Linked DNA regions of Sus scrofa: region 2 is linked to region 1. The links are chromatin contacts, called in public Hi-C maps. All regions are on one chromosome and are shown on one strand. The core of a region is the stretch at or near the end of the contact, and the rest is flanking DNA. Distances in the headings are between cores, read along the strand shown. Region 1 has its middle 680 kb from the start of MYC. Region 2 has its middle 570 kb from the start of MYC.

Region 1 (3,116 bases), core at 90-2,589:
CAGAAAACTTTACATACAGCATGATTTTAATTATTAACTATTCATGCTAATATACTTAAAAGATTACTTAGGTATGGGAATAAAGTATTTATTTTTACTTAATAATTTATGCATATCTTCACTTATATGATAAATGCTTATAATCACTTATATTTTAAAATGTTTTTAGGAGTCAACAGTGAGGCTTAGTGGGTTAAGGATCCAACATTGTGTCCTTGAGGACGTAGGTTCGATCCCTGGCCTTGCTCAGTGGGTTCAGGATCAGGCATTGCCTCAAGCTGTGACAATGCGGCTTGGATTAGGTGTGGCCATGGCATAGGCTGGCAGCTGCAGCTCTGATTCGACCTCTCACCTAGAAACTTCCATGTGCCACAGGTGAGGCCATAAAAAGAAAAACATAACAAATAAAATGTTTTCAAAATGTAATAGGAAGCTTAATCAACGTCCCATTAACTTTGCCTTTGAAAGAGTTGTGAAACAGATCAATTCAATAAGAACTGAGTTCATAAGCATTTATCTCTCATAAAATTCTAGTTCTATCCACAGACATGAAATGGTTAAAGGCTGGTAAGCAAATGGTGAGTCAGGGACGTCTTAGCTGCCGAATATTGGAGGACAGAGTTAAAGGGAAGGAAAACATAACGGGATTGTGAACTCGGAAATCAAAGTGTTAAATCTCGCTCTACCCCTAAGTGGCTATCGAACTTGTCTAGTTTATTCCCTCTCTCTATTTTTCAGTTTTTCCATTTGTGAAATTGGGGGAAATAGTTCCTTCACTCATTCCTTTATTCAAAAAATATTTATTGAGGGTTTATTCAGAATCAGGTCCTGCTGCAGGCACTGGGGGCAGAGCAGGGCACACAGACATGGGGCTTCTGCCTCGGATGACCAGGAGACTACCAGTCAAATAAATATGTAGATTGGAATCAGGTGCTTTGGAGAAACATAAGGCGGGGGAAGGAGAAAGAGAGCGATTGGAAGGTCTCTAAGGAGATGATTAGTGAGGCGGTAGCTAAGTGAAACATTGGAGCAAGTCACGTTGGCATGGGGGGAAGCGTGTCTAGGCAAGGGGAACAGCACTGCAAAAGCCTTGAGGCAAGAGTGCGGCTGGGTCCAGGTGAGGGGTGGTAGAAATGAAGGCAGTTCTCTTCCATTGCAGTTGAACCAAACAGAGTGCATGCCTGTCGGCAAGCTCAAAATGCTCCCAGTGTACTTGAGATTCAAAGTCCAAGGCCGTCACACAGAGAGTGAATTTACAGAAACTTCATCAGCCCCATTGTAGGCTTTGAAGGTCCGCTGTGCAACTATTAGCTGATCCCATTTAACAAACAGTGACGCAGTCACCAGGCATGTTTGTGCCCAAGCAGGTGACAATTTTCTCTCCGCTGACTCCAGTCAAGGACTTTCCGCTTCCAGATTTCAGGCACCAGGTGACGTTGGGCACAGGGGGTCAGGTGGTGAGAGGAACAGGTCACGCGCCAGGCAGGTGACATGATCTGTACTCAGCTCGAATTTCAAAGGGCCCACTTTTCCGGCCATGTGTCAAACACACAGTTTGAACGCTGCAAGCAGAGTAAGGTGATTCATCAATTTCCAAACCCTTGGGAAAGGAACGTATTGTTTAGATTTTCTAATATGTTTTGTTAACCCCTACAGAGGTAGCTATAACTCAGGAAGATAAAGTGGGAGGAAAGTTAAGGGCAAAATAAAAATAAGCAATTACTGTCTTCCGTAATTATCAGCCTTATCATTTATTGTGCACTAATAGTTGCATTTCCAAGCAGATACTATTAATTAGTGAAACAACAAGGCAATTTGCATTCATCCTGATTCAGAAGAATTTAGACTACTTCAACAAACCAAACATGGGTAACTCAGCCTTATTACTTTTTGTTTTTTCAATAGATGGGAAAATCGAGGCAGAGAAAATTAATAGATCATGAAAAGAAGTAAGTTTATCCAAAGCTTGGTAGAAATCATATTTGTCTTCAAGGATAGCCGTGCATCAGGACAATTTGTAGAGCTGGGTTAGAGCAGGGAAAAGTGGAGGCAGGGAGATTGAAGTTAACATCACAGGAGTACCCTGGCCTTTTTTTGGTTCTCTTTCGGCCAGCCCATGGCATATGGAATTGTCACAGCTGTGGCAATGCCAGATCCTTAACCCACTGCACAGGGCTGGGAATCAAACCTGCATCCCCAGCACTACAGAGATGCTGCCGATCCCATTGCACCACGGTGGGTACTCCATGGAATACCCCTCACCTTTGCCAAGGGATCAAATCCCTCTATGTTCCTATCTATGAAATGGGACTGTCATTCTCTGCATGATGTGATTGCTCTAAAGAATAAATGAGAGACACATGCCTACAAAGTAGGTGTGGTTTGTAACATGAATGGATGCTGTCCAGAATCCAGAAGAAGTGCCCCTTAAGAAGGAGGAAAAAGTTCTGCATTGAACTTGAGTGGGGCCAAATCGTTTTTGGAAGAGTGGTAGCTGGGGCCACACAGCCAGAAGGAAATCCAGCTCATCTTAAGGTACAGTGACAGACTTTGGACTGGATGTCTAGTCTATGGTGTGAGGAAAGGTCCTCGTAGGTCTGTTTTCCAGAAGATGACAAAGCCAGAACGGGCTGTGCCTAAAATTATCCAGTGACTTCGTTCTGGAATGAGTTTGAGTTGTGAGAACTTTTGCTGGCTGACTTTAGCTCATGCTGGCTTTGGGACCCAGAGAAGCCTTTGTGACTCAACTGTTCAGTTCTGCACAATTACTGCTTGCAGCATCTGTATGGAAAGTGACATTCACGAGCACCTAGGTTTATGTAAGTACATTAAGAAAACACCTCCAGAGGACAAGCAGAAATAGCACAGGTGAGCAGAAATGTTTTTCCATGTTAGTTTCTTCGTCTTTGATTTTATTTTTTTACATTCCAGAATAGTTTATTTCATCCAGCTTGTTACTTGAGGAGTTTTACTGCTACACATCGGTATACAACAAAACAAATTTCTAATCGTTTCAGATATTACAGAGAACTCAGCGTGCCCTTGGAAGATCAAATTTAAAGAGAAGACTACATCGGGAAGGTATAAGTAGAGAGGAAACCAGAAAAATAGTTTCT
Region 2 (3,201 bases), core at 701-3,200, 120 kb after region 1:
AGCCAGGAATCGAACCCGCATCCTCATGGATACTAGCCGGGTTCGTTACCTCTGAGCCACAACAGGAACTCCAAGAACAGCCATTCTTAATGTGCCACAGCTTCTTCAGGATTTTCTAAATATATATTCAATAAATATATGTGGAAAGGGATAATGATTCTATTTTAATAGTTACCATTTTTGCTGCACTAGAGGGCCAAGCTTACCCTAAGGCACATTTTCTCTATCTCTGCACTGTTGACCTTCTGGACTAGACGGTTCTTTGTTGTGGGAGAATGTTCTGTGCATTGAAGAATGTTTAGCAAATGGCCGCAGCAAACTGCCCAGTCGTAACAATCAAAAATGTGTCTAATCATTGCCAGATGTCCCCAGAGACAGAACGGCCCCCAGTTAAGAACCACTGCTCTAGGGTAAGCACTGCTCTATAGTATCATGTATAATCCTCGGTAGGGCATCAGGCACATACTATAATTATTTCCATTTTATAGAAGGGTACACTGAGGTCAGAAAGTTATGTGATTATCCCTGGTCCCTCGGGAAGAAAATCAGATCTGTCTGACTCTGAAGTCTAGGTTCTTGCTCCGATGCCATTAATTTCTACTTTTTATTTCAAAATGTCCCCTATCCAGCTAGATAGCATGGGCCCAATAACCAGTTCTCTGAAGTTCCGGGCAAAACCCCAGCCGCACACCTCTGGCACCACCGAGGACCAGCTGATTCAGCAAGGGGGCCTGGCTTGATTCTTGACCTGCTTTAGGCTGACTCCAGCAGGGAAGGCATTGATTCGCTCAAAATTAGCAGGCGCCTCTGTTCCCTGCCCTGCTGTTTGCTTATAGAGGGAACTGAAGCCTAATCTGGATCGGCGCCTGACTCCGGGCCGCGTGCCAGGCCTGGCGCGGGAACACTGGCACACACGCTCTCACCTGGTGTGCGGTCCCTTGCGGAACTCATCCTCAGCTGCAGCTGCTGCAGGTGCCTGAGAGATGCGGCACATCCAGCGTCCATCCTGCCACTGAAACGCCTCTATTGCGGGTGCAGGCTTGTCCTTACAGCCTTCTTTTCGGTCCTTTCACTCGGTGCCATTATGACTTCGGGCCCCCGCCCCTCCCACCACCTACCATCCCCCATCTCCCCCGAACGTCCTATCTTTCAGGGGAAGACAAATGGGCAATTAGGAAATGAAGGGTAGAACAGAGCAGAGACACAAAAAGAGAACCATGATTCTCCTTGGAGGCATGGTAATGTCAGGGAGACTTCACAGAGGAGGTAACATGCCAGAATTTTCCAAGAAGAACATGTGGGAAGAAGACTTCTGAGCAGGAGAGGCCAGTTTTGATTTTGTTTGTTTGTTTGCTTTGTAGGGCTGCACCCTGGCAGCATATGGAATTTCCCAGGCTAGGGTTCAAACCAGAGCGGCAGTTGCCAGCCTACACCACAGCCACAGCCACAGCCACATCCACACAGGATGCAAGCCACATCTGTGACCTACACCCACAGCTCACAGCAACGCTGGATCCTTAACTCACTGAGCGCGGTCAGGGATCGAACCCTCAACCTCACCGATACTAGTGGGTTTGTTATCACTGAGCCACATGGGAACTCCAGGAGAGAATATTTTAGGCAGAGGGGATGTCATGTGAAAAAACGGAGATGCTCTAAATGGTGCAGCCACCCCAGTGCCCCCCGGATGACGAGAGCTCGAATGATGAAGAGGAAAGACCGGGGCTTGAAGACAGGGAGCTGGACTATTCCTTGTCTATAAAGGGAAGAGCAGGTCTTTAAGGAAAGGCATGAAAAGTTGGATTTGTACTTTACAAAGAGGACTCGGTCTCCTCTGAGCAGTATGGTGTGGGGAGGGTTGAACCAAATGCAAGGGACCGATGGAAACCCAGGAGGAATGTGTTCAAACCACTTGCAGTTTAATCATTCAACAAATATTAATCTAGGACCCGCCCTGGCTGCCAGTCCCTTGGCTAGACAGCCAAGACGGAGTGGTGAACAAGGCTGACATTGTCCCAGCACACGCTGATCTCCCGTTCCAAGAAGGGTGACAGGTACCAAACAATAGGCACAATTAATCACACAGTCAGAGGGAGGCATTCTAGGAAGGAAGGGTTTAGTGGCCTATGAAAGTGGACCGCACCAGACTCGGACACAGTCTGAGGGTGGCCGTCGTTGGGGGTGGGGGCACTTTCTCTTTTGTGTTACAAAGTCAATCCCCCAACAACCTGGTGTGTTAGGCAAGATTAGTCATCATTTTACAGAAACAAAGGCTTAGGGCAGGGAGTCAACCCTCTTCCTTGAGGCACGGTTCCTGGCTTCTGAGGAGCATAGGGCAAGGTTGGGAAGCAGGAGCACGATTCCAGATACGACCTCATCCCTCTGCCTGGTCATGCCAGATGTGTGACCTGTAGGACTCGGGTTTTATCGCAGAGTTTAAAGACTCTCCTCCTCTCCCTCCCTCCCTCTCCTCTCTCTCTCTCTCTCTCTCTCTCTCTCTCTCTCTCACTCTCTCTCTCCTCTCTCTCTCTCTCCCTTTGTCTCTCTCTCCCTCCAGGCTAAACTGGTTTGTTGAACCGTGTGGACAGAGCCAGCCAGTGGGGTGACATTGTGTCAGAGATGGAAGCTTTCTGTCTCTTGCATCAGAAAAGCAGAGAGTGCCTCTCTGGCAGTTGGCAACAGATACAAAAGCAGCTTGCCCTGAAGATGACTCAGCTCTGGGCCTCTCAGCAAGGCTCTACCAACAGCTATTTAAAAAAAAAAAAAAAAAAGATGAAGCAGCTTCAAGGAGACCTCAAACCGATCCCACAGCAAGCCGCTTCCCATCAGGAAGGTGGTAGGCAGACAGTGCTGACACTTCCATGAGCAAAATGGCAGAGTGTGGCCAAGGACTTGAGCAGAAGGCCTGCTGGTCCGGCAGGTCTGTGTGTTCTGATCCAGTGTGGCATTTGTCTCTGTCACCTGGAAGCTGGCCTTGGGAGCAGGCTTGTGACTGGCTGACTCATTCTGCATGGCCCCAAACCAGCTAGATAAGAGGAGGGGCGCCCATAAATGCAAAAATATCTTTCAAGCACCTGTGATGGGAGCTCTCAGGCCCCACGGAGGTGGTACAGACCTGGGACCCAGCTGGCTGAACTTGGAAGCCCAGCCGCACACCTCAACAGCCGTGCGGCTAAAACCTCTCTGTGCCCCAGTGCCCAG

What was found. Hi-C and Micro-C count contacts between places; a contact is called where the count stands out from the background.
Region 2: a Hi-C map of liver shows a contact between it and region 1, with 5 times the contacts expected there. The contact joins two enhancer-like sites. A contact is called at or near these places in 1 of 5 promoter capture datasets (liver) and 6 of 47 Hi-C or Micro-C datasets (fetal liver, liver and skeletal muscle).

The regions. Positions count from the first base shown.
Region 1 is chr4:11,777,857-11,780,972 of Sscrofa11.1, forward strand. No RefSeq gene overlaps it. Among named protein-coding and RNA genes, the nearest start is that of MYC, 680 kb to the right of the region's middle. Within about 2 kb of position 1,340, at least 10 of the 83 cell types and tissues checked have an H3K27ac peak or open chromatin away from gene starts, as enhancers often do. A contact at or near this core is called in liver, where this site is marked.
Region 2 is chr4:11,892,846-11,896,046 of Sscrofa11.1, forward strand. No RefSeq gene overlaps it. Among named protein-coding and RNA genes, the nearest start is that of MYC, 570 kb to the right of the region's middle. Within about 2 kb of position 1,951, at least 28 of the 83 cell types and tissues checked have an H3K27ac peak or open chromatin away from gene starts, as enhancers often do. A contact at or near this core is called in liver, where this site is marked.